Regions from separate parts of the Sus scrofa genome. Here all the other regions are linked to region 4. Evidence: chromatin contacts called from public Hi-C data. All regions are on one chromosome and are shown on one strand. Each heading gives the region's core, a stretch centred on a gene start, on an enhancer-like site or on the middle of the called end of the contact. The rest is flanking DNA. Distances are from core to core; before and after follow the strand shown. Region 1 holds the start of DCPS (decapping enzyme, scavenger). Region 2 holds the start of FOXRED1 (FAD dependent oxidoreductase domain containing 1). Region 3 holds the start of FAM118B (protein FAM118B). Region 4 holds the start of HYLS1 (hydrolethalus syndrome protein 1).

Region 1 (3,393 bases), core at 331-2,830, 390 kb after region 4:
TGGTGTTGCTGTGGCTGTGGCATAGGCCAGCAGCTGTAGCTCTGACTGGACTACTAGCCTGGGAACCTCTATATGCCGTGGGTGCAGCCCCCCCAAAAATTTTTTTTTTTAATAAATAAAATAAAACCCTGAGCCATATCCTTGAATTATTTCGCAGATAATGAAATCCCCACTAGGTAGAAGTTAACTGCAAACTACATACTGATCACAACCTTGTAGACCCCAGACTGGTTGGAATCAGAGGTTGATACTGACCCCAGAAATACCATCTATCAACCAGAAGAATGTCCATTAGATGATCAGGTACCCTGCCACCTTTTCCTTCACCTTGCCTTTAAAAACACCTCCCTGAAAGCCATCAAGAAGTTCAGGTCTTTTGAGCATGAGCTGCCAGTTTTCCTTGCTTGGTCTCACTTTAAGAACCTTGCAATTGGGAGTTTCCGTTGTGGAAAAGCGGAAACGAATCCGACTAGGAACTACGAGGTTGTGGGTTCCATCCCTGGCCTCGCTCAGTGTGTTGAGAATCCAGCGTTGCCATGAGCTGTGGTGTAGGTCACAGACGCAGCTCGGATCCTGCATTGCTGTGGCTGTGCTATAGTTCCGATTGGACCCCTAGCCTCCACATGCAGCGGGTGCGACCCTAAAACGCAAAGAAACCCCAAAGACTGCAATAAACGCTGTACTTTCCCTCATCACAACCCAGTGTGGATAGATTGCAGTAAGTTGCCCAAGGAGACCCAACTTTGGTTCTGTAACATGGATACAGTGGGGCAGAAGCAAAGAGGCAGGCAATGAGTGAGACCAAGCAAGGAAAACCTGGCAGCTCATCCTTAAAAGACCTGAACTTCTTGATGGCTTTCAGGGAAGTGTTTTTAAAGGCAAGGTGAACGAGAAGGTGGCAGGGTACCTGATCATCTAATGGACAGGAAGCAGAAGCAAAGAGGCAGGCAATGGAAATGTACTTCTGGCCCTGTTCACTTACCATTCTTCTCAGCAAAAAATACTGGGATTTACAAAGAAAAGGACAACACAAAGAGGACTTTTGTAAAATGGAAACGGGTGAAAAATGGATAGGGTTTTAAGCGTTCTCTATGTTCAATCAATTGACTAAGAAAGAGATTGGCTCAACAGATTTGCTTCAGAAACATCCCTTCCACTCTAATCAATGTTGGCATAACTCTGATTAAAAAGCTGTATTCAACCCAAGTGTCAGCGCAGAGTCCAAAGGGCGTCTTGCAGCTCGGACTCGGGGGAGTAGGGGTGGGGTGGGGTGGCTGGGCTACCCTCTCCCCTGCAGCCTCTCTAGCCTTGCTGTCACCTTCTCTTTTCCCTCAGGACCAGCCTCCGCCCGGGTTGGCTAGCACGAGGAGACCAAAGGCGGGAAACTCGAATTAAGATGCTCACTCTAGACGAGTCCCAAAAAACAGCGGCCCTAGGTTTCCTACAGCCAGGAGATCGGCTGACTCCGGCGCGGAGCACGTCGGGAGTTGTAGTCACCGCCCTCCGCGGAGGTGGGGTGAGGCGGCAGAGGGGCGGGGCCGCGGCCGGGTTGGCGCAGGCGCACACTCTCCCCCGGCAATATGGCGGACACCGCTCCTCAACCCAGCAAGAGAAAGCGCGAACGAGACCCGGAGGAGGCGGAGGCACCCAGCACAGAGGAGAAGGAAGCAAGGGTTGGGAATGGTACCTCTGCTCCTGTCCGCTTACCTTTCTCCGGCTTTAGAGTGAAAAAAGTGCTAAGGGAGTCTGCGCGGGACAAAATCATTTTCCTGCACGGAAAGGTACCATTAAGCAGCGTTGGGGTGGGGATGCGGGAAGGAGTGACCCAATCGTCGCCTCGGAGGCGGATTTTTTTTTTTTTTTTTTGAGATTCTTTGGAAAATACTAATCGCATTGCCCCGGGTGGGAAGGAGGCCAAGTGCGCCAAAATGCCTGGGCAGGGGTTTGGTTCGTGGAGGAAACAAGGATACTTGTGAAATTAAGGGAATTAACACGCGTGGGGCTAATTTCCCTAATTCCTCCTCTTGTACTAAAATAAGAACCTAACACTTGCGGAGTGTATTTATTGTCGATTAAAAAGTCGCATGTTAAATTCCCCAAGCTTTCACCATTCATTTATTAAACCTGTAACGTGCTAGTTCTCTTGTGGCACAGCTGGTTAAGGATCTGGAGGTTTCACTGATGGGGCTTGGATCGCTGTTGTGGCGCAGGTTCCATCCCTGGCCCAGAACTCCACGTGCCTTGGGTGAGGGCAAACAAACAAACAAACGGGCCCCAACAAAACACACAAAAACCCTGTAAGGTGCTAGGAATCCAGTATGTTTCTGGGCAGTCTTGGTCATCCAGGCCCCAGGCAATAACATAGGCACTGTAGGAAGTATGATCTCTGCTATATACAGGACTCCCGCTCCTGGGAGCGGGGAAACAGTTTGTTGAATTGGTGATTCAATTCCACATATCATGCACAGACAGGCCAGCACTGAACTGGGTGCAACATAGAGCTGAAAGTTCCCATTCTTGATTCAATTCCACGTTTCATGCACAGACGGGCCAGCACTGAACTGGGTGCAACATAGAGCTGAAAGTTCCCATCCTTGATCTTCAGGAGTGCAGAGCATCCTTAAGCAGACAGGCACAGCTAGCTCTAATATCACGTGCTCAGCTCTCCAGCAGGGACTGAGGAGAGACTGGATACTGACCCAAGAGCTAGTAAAGAGGCAGTCCAAGGGTTCCCCAGAAGTCCTGGCAGGCGCTCTCACTTTTGGGAGGATGGGGGCAGGGAGACCCTGGGCCAGGCTTCCATGCCTCTTTCTGTGTCTCTTGTGTTTTACAAGGTTCTGTCTGTCTCAGCCCAACTTACCTTCAGTCTGCAGCACCTGCTGAAGATTTTAGCCATGGGAACCTTTGAGCTCGAAGCTAGTTGGGATACTTAAAGTCTAATTTCTATTTCACCATTTGGGCAAGTCACTTAAACTTCTCTAGACCTCATTTTCTTCAGCTGTAAAATGGGGAGAATTTTTTTGGGGGGGTGTCTTTTTTTTTTTTTTTCTTTTTTTAGGGCTGCACCCGAGGCACATAGAAGTTCCCAGGCTAGGAGTCCAGTCAGAGCTGTAGCTGCTGGCTTACGCCACAGCCACAGCAACGCCAGATTGGAGCCAAGGCTGTGACGTACACCTTAGCTCATGGCAATGCCGAATCCTTAACCCACTGAGTGAAGCCAGGGATTGAACCCATGTCTTCATGGGTACTAGTCAGGTTCGTTACCGCTGAGCCACGACAGGAACTCCAAAATGAGGAGAATTTGACAGAGGCCTTGTGAGCCCAAAAGAGAAGACAGTTGAGAAGTCTTGCATCTCTTAAAGAGCTGTGGCAAGGATCTGGGTTGATGAGATG
Region 2 (3,292 bases), core at 793-3,292, 360 kb after region 4:
TGGGCTTTTTTTCTGGCTGAGGAGTGCAGCAGCTTGACATGGGATTGAACTCAGGCCGAAGTGGTAAAAGTGCTGAATCCTAACCACTAGACCACCAAGGATCTCACAGAAGTGTCTTTTTTCCCCTCCTTAATGAGAGTTGCAATGTTTATTTCAGGTTCTCTCTTTTTTCCTTCTCCCCCTTTTTTGCCACACCCAAGGCAATGTGGAAGTTCCTGGGGCTAGGGATTGAACCTGTGCCACAGCAGCGACCCAACCCACAGCAGTGAAAACGCAGGAGCTTTAACCCACTAGGCCACCAGAGAAATCCCCTAGGAGTGTCTTTCAAGCCACAATTTATGACCCTTGGGAAGGAAAGGAGCTCATCAAGCCATAGAAATCGATTTTAGAGAGGGGAGGCCTCTCACCGAAGGAGCCGCAGAAAGTCATTTTGGAAATCAAAAGTGCCATTCAATAGACTTAAAGCACTTTGCTGTTGAATCTCAGTGCGGTACTTGTCCCGAAACAGCCGGTGCACATCATCTATCAACTTGTCTACATAGGTCAGTGTTAGGATCTTCTGAAAACCAACCTGTTTAGGGAAAGAAACAGAGCCAACAGATCTGCTTACATGCCAGCCAGAAGAGGGAAGCCAACTCAACCCAGGCCTCCAGAGACTGGCTCAGCCACCTGGCAGATTTCCCTGACCTGAGGAGCAGCCAAGCTCTCTGATGGGGCCCAAGAGCTTCTTCCCTTTCCCCCTCCACCCTCCCTGTCTTCTCACTTACTTCATCATATACACTGGGTGCAATTAATCAAGGTTTTCTTAATATCAGAACTACACTGCGAATGTAACATTGCCCCTCTAAAATACCCCCACTTACCACAAACACCAGCTCAAACTGGTTGTCCAGTTTATACTTGAGTGTGAGTGCCTCATGGGTGAAGGAGTTGTTACCTCCCCTTTCCTGGAAAAAAAGAGTTATGTCTCAAAGCTCAGACTATCCCCACCAAACCCAGACTTGGGCCCCTCTAGGATTACCTTTAGGAAAGAGCTAGACATTCCCCCAAAGTCAAACCTGTCCCCAGGGCAACAAGATGCGGGGGCACTTCTCTCCACCATTTCACTAGGGAGAAAAGGAGACACCAAGCTGGAGGGCAGAGGGAAAGAGGTGGGACGTGGAAGGACACGTGCGGGCTGAAAGGGAAATAGTCCCCATATAAACAATCGCAGCTGTATAGTATTAGTTCCTAAAAGACCGTTTTCTATTCAGTATCCCACTCAGCCATCGAAACAAGAGAAAATCAAGCTGCTCGGGGCAAACGGAGGAAACGATGGCAAGTCTCAACAGACTACGGAATCCAGCCAGAGTCCCAGGAAGCGGAGGGGGAGGGGACGTCGCAAAGTTGCGGGATGGTGTGATAGGAAGGGAGAAAAAAGTGGAGTCCCGGTTACGAGTGAGTGGCCAGTCTGAGGTGGGCCGAGGGAGTGGGAGGAAGGCACGGGATCAGTCGAGGGGGACTATGGACCGGGTCAGAGAGACGAGCCCAGAGTTCTGATCCTGCGGGGGCGGTACCTGCAGCAGCACGGAACGAATCAACGCGTTAACCGGCCCGGTGCATGAGTCGCTCACGCCCTGGAAGCACCAGAGCACGAGCCCGCCTTTGGAGAAAATGGTAAAGAAGTCGAGCATGGCGGCAGCGGGAAAGGAGCCGGGGCCGCCGCCGGGAACTCAGGCCGCGATCACCGCCGCTTCCTGCTGCGCCAAGCTCAGGACACGTCACACCAGCGGCCCCGGAAACCGGCTCATCCGCACTTCCGCTCAGCGGCCCCGGGATTCCTCCCCCACTCCTCCAGCTGGCGCGCGGGATCTACGTAGACGCCAGGCTTGCCAATGGCGGGTAGGGGCGGGCCTAGGCGGGGCTCTCGGGGACGCACGGAAGGGGTCGACAGCCTATCAGGCGGAGGGGCGGGGAGCCGCTGGCCAATGGGCACGCTCGGATGAATGGCCCGTGGCGCAGAGCAGTGACGGCTGGCTTACCAGTGTAGGGTACCCTCCCACAGCGGCCGGACGCTGGAGGGCCATGCTTCGGAGGGCGCTGTGGCTCGGCTTGCGCCGGGGCCTCTTGGGCCGGGAGCTAGGCACACGCAGAGGAGGCTCTACTCTGGGTAAAGTTGAGGGCAGCGGAGGGTATCATGGTTCTGGGATGCCCCCAATGTCCAGCCATGTGACCTTCAGGACTTGGGATCCCTGGCCACGCTCAGAAGACAGTGGGTCGCTGGAAGAAGGGATATCTTACCTGCCAGAGCTTGTACAGTCTGGACAGGTGTATGGATCCAGAGGTTGCCCTTCTCAGGTGACAAATCCCAGTTCGTTCTATGCCTGAGCTTACCGCCAGAATAACAGCCAGGGTGATTCATTGGTTTGATAGAAGTGCATTAAGTCCTGCTCGCATGCAGGATGCTGTTCTTAGTGTTGTAGTCATGAAAGAGGAAAGAAGAGAAGGAGGATTCGATATATGTTCTGGAGGTGCCTGAAGTGTAGCTGGAAAGGAAAGGCTTCAATAGACCAGTTCAAGGCTGGAAAGTTCAAGAGGAAAGAAGAGAAGGAGGATTCGATATATGTTCTGGAGGTGCCTGAAGTGTAGCTGGAAAGGAAAGGCTTCAATAGACCAGTTCAAGGCTTCAATAGACCAGTTCAACCCAGCTTAAGAGTTATGCCCTGCACTGCCAGGGGAGTAGCTAGTATACATGGAACAGATGCGAACCGAGGTCAGCCTTGAAAGATGATGTTTACTGATTCAAGGAAGGTATGATGTCCAGGTGCTGGAGAACTGAACAAAGGTTAGGAGAAAAATACTGTTCTTACGCAAGGAATTAGCAAAGGCCATCCAGATAGAGTTTGAGTAGTAGTATGAAATATAGTCTGGAGAGGTAAAATAAATCCAGATCAAAGAAAGAGTCACATGCTGCTGAGAAGAGTTTGAACTTGAACTGGAGACAAGACTCAGAGATTTGTGAGTTAGGTGTGAAAGTCAAAAGGATTCATGTATTCAAAACATTTATTAAGCACTTAGGAGGTACCAGGTACTGTGCTGGGCTGGCTATTTCGGTGAAGAAGGTAGAATACAGTATGAAGCAATCCCAGAGAAATGCAAGGTTGCAGGTGTGTTGCATGCTGCAAAAGAGCCATTCACGGAGCTATGAGATAGTGTGACAGGAGAACTTGGCATAGTCAAGGGGGCATCTCTGAGAAAATAATAACTGGGCTGAGATCTAAAGGAAGCAAGGGATTAACTGGGCAAAGAAGTG
Region 3 (3,583 bases), core at 284-2,783, 300 kb after region 4:
CTACATACTGCATATGTGGCTAAAAAAAATTAGAATAAAAAACAGCTATCTCATGGGAAATGGAAAGGCAAGAAGCTATTCTGAGGGTCAAGAGAGGGGGGAAAAAAAAAACACACAAAGTACTTGGCAATATTTGATTTAATTCCTTATCTTCATGTACAACCTTCTCCATACCGCCCCCTGAGCATTTGTTCTTCTAGCCTGGAGTGAGTCAGGAAAGATGGATTTAAAAAAAAAAAATTGCACTTGTGAAAAGGATTTTGCTAGGGGAAAACATGTTTTTGGCATTTTTCTATATCAGTCTTTCCTGACTCACTCCAGCTGTCTCTAACAACTACACAGAACCTTTATTCAAAATCATTACGTGTCCATTAAGTTCTAGACACCCTGGGGTTTTGTTAGGTATACATCAACACACAAATTATGTCCTCTTTCCCAGTTTTGATGGAAACTAACTTGAAGGCAAGAACCACACAGCCTTTGTACTTTTTCTATAGCAATCCCCACTGGAGGTCTGCAGACAGCAAATTCTATAAATCACTGCTAATTGCCAGAAGTCTGGAAGGTGGGGACTGTCTTATTTATCTCTGTGTCCTGGGTAGTGCCTTACATAGACAGTACCCCGCAAAAATTTGATTATTTTGAAAGAGAGACTTCAGAGAGCCCCGGAAGTAAAATCAGTAGAGTTGCCCCTACTTAGAGCAGAAATCAGCAGCAGGGCCCCCCCTTCCTTTCCCACGTGCTCCTTACCATGCACAGGGAGACCATAAGGCTTATTGATGACCAGCAGGTCCTTGTCCTGGTGGACAATTCCTCGGCTCAGCGCCTTAGCAAGCACATTGGGGTGGACTCGCTGCAGCTGCTCTGTGAACCGCACTAGTTCTCGTACTCTCCGCTGAACAGGGTTCGTGGGCACCTACAGGGAGAGAAGGAGCGACGGGAAACGCCTGGTGGGAAGGACCTTCAATAAGTATAAGAATTTGGGAAGGGAATGCCTATACTTGTGCCTTAGTCTCGTGCTTTCCCCGAGTAATCTGAAAGCAGGGGTGTCTTCCTTGTACCCATGAAGAGCTTCGGGCCGAAGTCCGCAGGAACCAATGATCCAATGCACAAGAAGCTACAGTACACTACTGCCTTCTCCCCTTCGCTTTCTTCCCATTCGTCCACCACTGTCCTCGACTTTTACGTGAGACCTGTCCGAAGACCTCCCTCCCGGCCTGGGAAACCAGTGAGCGCACTGCCTCTTGGGAGTCGTGATCCTTCTGGACTCACCGGCCCCTTCGCCTTTTGTTTCTCTTTCTGGGCTCGGAGCCTCTCTGCCAGTTGCTGGGCATCCATGGGCCTAGAGGCGGCAGCAGCGGAGCAAAGTCGCTTTGAGACGAAAGTGAAGAGACTCCCCAGACACTGTCCGGAACTCCGGACCCAGAAACCTGGCACACAGCAACTGGGCACCGCCATCTTGCCGAGAAGGGAGGGCCAGCTAAAACCCAGGGCAGAAGAGGGACCAGAGCGAGGCGGGAGTGGGTGTGTCTTAAGGTCACGTGGGGCGGGCGGGGGCGGGATTCTGGCCGAGTCACGTGGGGGCGGTACGCGCTAAGTGCGGCTGCGCCGGCCGGTAGCTGCAGCTGGAGCGGTGGCGTTTGGAGGAGACGCGGTGAGTGTGTGGGGAAGCCGAGCTGGGGTTTGTAACTACCGGTACTTTAACGCCTTGACGTTTCTACGTCCCAAGAGCTTACCTTCTCGGAGGTGCCTGTGTTGGGAAACCGTTTCTCCCTTTGGGAGACGAGCCCACTGAAAACCACCTCCCCGCCCCCGCGCCCTGCAGAAACGATGCCCCATAAACGCTCGCTCCAGAGCAGTCTTGGGCGCCCACCTTGACCCTCCTGGCAACCAGGTCCCAGCTGTTCGGCCAGTCCCCGGACGTCGGGTCCCCGTTGCTTTCCGCTCGACCTTCGGAGACGCGGGATCTGAAGCCTTTCCACCCCTCACCTCCTGACTCCCAACCTCTTTGTTTCGCGTTGTAACTAGTCCTCTCCAAGGGTGATGGGGAGCCCTTCCGTTATCCAGGTCCCATGTTTCCTTCCTAGGGAGCACCCTGAATTTCTCCTGCCTTCTTGAAGAATTCATTTCTTGGATTGCGTCTTCTCACCCCCACCCTCTTCCTACTCCTTCCCAAGGGAAGACAAAGTACAGAGCACGAACCTTCTCTTCTCTTTTCTGCTTCCTTCATTTTTCCCCTCCGTGGTTTGCAACCGCTCCAGACCCTCTCTCCTCTTACAAGGTGCAGTGTTTGGAGTCCCATGCCCAAACTGCTAGCGACTTCACTAAGTCAAGACCGTCTGACTTCATTAAGGGGTGGCAGGGAAAAGGAACCATCTGGTTGGGATGGTAATGTTAAAAACACCTTGGGACATACCTGCCATTTGTTAAGAAGAAAGCTGACGCCGAGCGCAGAAGGGATGTCAAAAAATTAATGGATCTGTGCTGACGATAGAGGAAACAGTTTTTGACTCCTTAGAAAGAAGGCTGCCTGAGAAGTTAGAGGAGGTCATGGAATTAGTTTTACCTCCTACTCCTATAATAGGGTTTGGCTGAAGGGAGCCATATTGAGCATGAAACAAAGTTGGACAGATAAGTGGAGCCAGCCAACTTGAGGAAGAATTTGAACTAGAAGTGATTAAGTAGGGAGGAGTCTTTGAAGCTTCTGGAGTAGGAGAGAGACTCCTTGAAAGAGGAATTTTCAGATTGAAAATGTGAGGAATTTGATAGCAGGGCAATCAGCTAGGATGCTGCAGTCTAGGCTGTCGGTAGTAAGGCTTTGCTTCCTTCAGTGGTCTTTTTCCCTACACTGTACTATTCTTTGAGATTGAATTTGAGTTGAATAGATCAAGATGTACCATTGGCAGCTGCAGTTGAACTGTGAGTCCCTTAAGGACTTACTCATTTTTTCATCCCCACATCTGGTACAGAGTAAACTCACAAATCTTCCTTAGCTGGCTAAAGTGCATCGTAGGCATGCATTAGTTGTATCTGAACATTTTGAATTGTCTAATTTTTGTCCATTTTTGACCCGAAGAATGGAGGTAGGACTACATGTGTTTACAAAGGGGATGGGGGAGAAGACCTGTGTATGTTTCTGTAGTAAGAGATGTGATTAGGGTATAAATGTGAGGAATTCCAAAGGGAATTGGGAAACGTTCCTCTCTCCAACTGTTTTTCCAACAGCAGATTCTCAGGAAAGATGGATTTATAGAAGTCGAGAATTACTACCTTTTACTAATATGCCCCAGACTTTAACTTAACAGTTGCCCATCACATGTTATGTAGGTACATGAAGCCTCCTTTCCAAAGACTCTGAAACTTGGACATGAGGACTTGAATTAATGTAAATTACAAACTTGGACATGATAACTTTAATGGGTTTGTGTGGAGGCTGGGAGAACCTATTTCTACCTTAACCTGTCCTTAATGGTGTTCATGAAGTGATTCCTGTTCCTGTAGAATTGGCCTTCGGTGGCAGGAAATAAAATGAAGAGCCAACTCAGATGTCATTGCTGGTGACACAGAGCTGTGTTCTTGGGTT
Region 4 (3,316 bases), core at 349-2,848:
CAAGAGATAGATCCTCCAAGTTGTTATCAATTAACAGGTTTCCAAGATAAAATTTGAACATAAAGGATAAGAGGAACTTAGGGGGATGGGGCTGTAAGGAGTTTGTTGAATGATCAAACCAACAGGTAAGAAAAATGACTGTCTACTCTTTGTTTCTAAGAAAAATCGGAGGTTCAATGCCAATGAAAGAGACATGAAGGAAGAGATGACCAAACCTAAACATGGGATATCTGTTCATGAGAAAAGGATGTGTGCACTAAGTGGTGTTAAGACTTTGGAGATCTAAGGGGAGGGTCTTCAAATCTTCTGTCAACTTCTCCTTTATTTTTCTTTCTACCCACAAATCCAAAGTGCCTTCAAGGTAGGACCTGACACAAAGGGGTTAAGAGTAAGAGCTAAAATGACGTTTCAGGAAAAGGTTTAACATTACTTTCTCCCTTTCATAGACTCGGGAATTTAGCAAAACAGTGTAAACTAAATGTGTCCACCAGCACCTTCCTATCTGTGAGGTGGGGTACAGAAAGCTCAGGACTTGAAAGACAAGTTGCTTAGGTTGCAGGGCAGTGACTAGGACATTGAGTTGTGAAGACCTCTACTTTTTGTGTGTGTGTGCGCGTGTGTGTTGTCCTTTTTTTTTAGGGCAGCACCTGCGGCATATGGAGGTTCCCAGGCTAGGGGTCTAATCGGAGCTGTAGCTGCCGGCCTACACCACAGCCACAGCAATGCAAGATCAGAGCCGTGTCTGCGACCTACACCACAGCTCGCTGCAACGCCGGATCCTTAACCCACTGAGCAAAGCCAGGGATCGAACCCGCAACCTCATGGTTCCTACGGGAACGACTGGGCCACGACGGAACTCCTCTTTTACTTTTTAAAATCTCAACCTCTGTAATTTTCAAAGCCTAGACCTTTTCTCTCAGATATGTAAACAAACATACAATAAAAACAATGTTTAAAGGTAAGATTCTGTGAAGGGATTAGTTGGGAGCATTCCTGAAGAAAACCACAAGCGAGGACTCCTTCTGGCAAGGGAGTCAGAGTGGCCAGAGCAGTTTGAGAGCTCCGTTGGCAAGGGCTGGAGAGACAGCAATGGCTCAAATCAGAGAGCCTTAAAAGCCACGGAAAGGACTCAAGGAGCGGATGCAAGTCTCAGTCTTTACCTCGAACCTGTACTTATCCAACCTCGGGGACTGTCAGGAGGGAAGCACCAGCCCGCAGGCTCTGAGAGCACCCTTCTCCCGACGCCTCGGAACCGGCGGCCTCCAGAAGCAAGAGAGCTGGAAGACTGATTCCCTTGAGGTGGACGGAACGTTTAAACGCCTCTCCCCAAACCCAGCTACCTCGCCATTTACCGAGGCTTGAGAGTCCTCTTCTTTCCTTCCGAGACGCCTGAAGGCGCCGCCCAAACAGTTCCGGGTTACGACCTAGAAGACCGCAGGGTGTTGGCGTTTCGAATCCACCGCCGGAGTCCCGGGCTTCCTCCCGCCTGTAGAGGAGGGCTAAGAGAAAATATAGACCAATCAGGATCCAGTATTGGGAGCCGTTCGCCCTCTGGGCCAATAGGAAGGAGGAGGGAGGGGCCGAGGAGGGCCATTCGCTCTTAGGTTTAAACCTTGGAGGCCAGGCGGTTAACGGCAGCCCGGGCGCATTTGCTGACTGTGCGCCTGCGCGAGCTGTGGGACGCTAACCGAAATCTGCGGGTCTGCGGTAAGTTTGGTGGCAGGAGTCTCTGCGGCTGGCTGACCCTGGTGGGACCGGTAAGCGCGCCAAGGCGGGGAGGAGTGATGCACGGGCCTCCGATGGTTGCCCACCTCTCGCAGCTGTGGAGAGATCGAGTTCTGAGTAACCTGGGGTTGGAGTGTTCCTTCCCTGGTTGCTCTTCCCACCGGCGTATTGGGCCGAGCCTTGACCATCCGGACGAGCCCAGGTGTTCGGCCTCCTAAGGACGAGTGAGCGGCGTCGTCGGCGCTCTTGGCGCGCCCAACCCCTCGAGGTCACGATGAGCTGCCCGCCCAGCTGCTGCAACAGCGAGGATCCCCATAGTCGTGCTCTGCGAGGTGGACCTGGTCGAGGGGCCTGGGGGAGGCGGGGACGGGTGCCCGCAAAAGGAACCAGCTTTCCCGGAGGCCCGGAGCGTCGGAGAGGGTCACCACGCCCCGTGTCAGCTGGAGCAGACTCTTAGTTGTGGTTGTGAGAAGTCTACTTACCCTCCAGTTAGTCACACCTTTTGTGAACTTCTTCTGGATGTCACAGTGCAGGCAGCTCTTTCCCTGAGTTAGGATAGCGTGTAAAATTGAAGAACCCTATGGTCCTCCCAGAACGGAAACCCCTTTTTTTTTCTGGTTATAAAAATTATACAGTCTCATTGTTTTTAGAAATAAATCCAAGCGCTATTAAGTACACATAGAAAAGAAAGGAAATACTCTAGATTAGATCAGCTACGGATCAAATCCATTGTTCATATTTGGATTTACTTCAGATGTCATTATGAATATATGTTTAGATGATTATAAAATGCATTCGTTTTAATATAATTGTGTGTTTTGAATATAGCAAAGCATATTCACTTACAAAGCAGATTAGGCCTTATTTAGTCCCTGTTTTAGAAGTGTCCATGTGAAATGTAGATATGCATTATCATTATTAATGGGCGTGCATGCTGTTTCTTGCTATGATTGTACTATACCATGTATTGTTTAACCTATGCCCTAATAATGGACATTTGTTTTCCCAAATGTTCTGGCTTTATGTGTGTGTAACTGGCATTAGACAGTAGTCTTTTTTTTTTCCAATTTGGAGAAATCACGAAGCAGTCAGCTAAACACTATTCTTTAAAAACAAACAACAAAAAAGCTTTAATAAGGCAGCAAGGCTGGAGACTAGATTCAGATTCTTCTCTCTCTAGACACATTAGTGTGGTAGCAGATAAATGTGAAGTAGAAGATAATGTCTTTATTCAATGAACCACCCATTGAATGGAGCATCCATAAGATGACTCTTATCAACATACCTCCGACACCATGATTCTTATTTCTCATATTCTTATTTCCCGTTTTCAAATGCTCGTGGTTTGAAGGTCGTCTTTTTTTCTTGATAAGTCTGGCTAAGGGTTTATCAATATTGTTGATCTTTCAGAGAACCAGCTTTTAGTTTCATTGATCTTTTCTATCATTTTCTTCATTTATATTTCATTGATTTCTGCTCTGATCTTTGATTTCTTTCCTTCTGCTAACTTTAGGTATTGTCTGTTCTCTCTCTAGTTGCTTTAGATGTAAAGTCAGGTTGTTTATTTGAGCTTTTTCTCGTTTCCTGAGGT

Evidence for each region. Hi-C and Micro-C count contacts between places; a contact is called where the count stands out from the background.
Region 1: a contact with region 4 is called in a Hi-C map of liver, with 5 times the contacts expected there. The contact joins the promoter of DCPS here to the promoter of HYLS1 in region 4. A contact is called at or near these places in 2 of 47 Hi-C or Micro-C datasets (heart right ventricle and liver).
Region 2: a Hi-C map of liver shows a contact between it and region 4, with 4 times the contacts expected there. The contact joins the promoter of FOXRED1 here to the promoter of HYLS1 in region 4. A contact is called at or near these places in 2 of 5 promoter capture datasets (fetal liver and liver) and 4 of 47 Hi-C or Micro-C datasets (heart right ventricle, liver and skeletal muscle).
Region 3: a contact with region 4 is called in a Hi-C map of skeletal muscle, with 3 times the contacts expected there. The contact joins the promoter of FAM118B here to the promoter of HYLS1 in region 4. A contact is called at or near these places in 2 of 47 Hi-C or Micro-C datasets (heart right ventricle and skeletal muscle).

Annotation. Positions count from the first base shown.
Region 1 is chr9:53,399,207-53,402,599 of Sscrofa11.1, forward strand. DCPS (decapping enzyme, scavenger) reads left to right here and starts at 1,581. Exons shown (of 6, transcript NM_213790.1): 1 at 1,581-1,781. The coding sequence starts at 1,581.
Region 2 is chr9:53,363,253-53,366,544 of Sscrofa11.1, forward strand. It overlaps FOXRED1 (FAD dependent oxidoreductase domain containing 1), which reads left to right and starts at 2,043. Exons shown (of 12, transcript NM_001244921.1): 1 at 2,043-2,149. The coding sequence starts at 2,065. SRPRA (signal recognition particle receptor subunit alpha) reads right to left here and starts at 1,833. Exons shown (of 14, transcript XM_003130057.5): 1 at 1,557-1,833; 2 at 864-947; 3 at 408-571. The coding sequence starts at 1,673.
Region 3 is chr9:53,307,665-53,311,247 of Sscrofa11.1, forward strand. It overlaps FAM118B (protein FAM118B), which reads left to right and starts at 1,534. Exons shown (of 8, transcript XM_005667489.3): 1 at 1,534-1,654. It overlaps RPUSD4 (RNA pseudouridylate synthase domain containing 4), which reads right to left and starts at 1,528. Exons shown (of 7, transcript NM_001244957.1): 1 at 1,273-1,528; 2 at 751-916. The coding sequence starts at 1,458.
Region 4 is chr9:53,007,346-53,010,661 of Sscrofa11.1, forward strand. HYLS1 (hydrolethalus syndrome protein 1) reads left to right here and starts at 1,599. Exons shown (of 3, transcript XM_013979548.2): 1 at 1,599-1,707. LOC100736666 (a long non-coding RNA gene) reads right to left here and starts at 1,451. Exons shown (of 7, transcript XR_002335726.1): 1 at 1,161-1,451.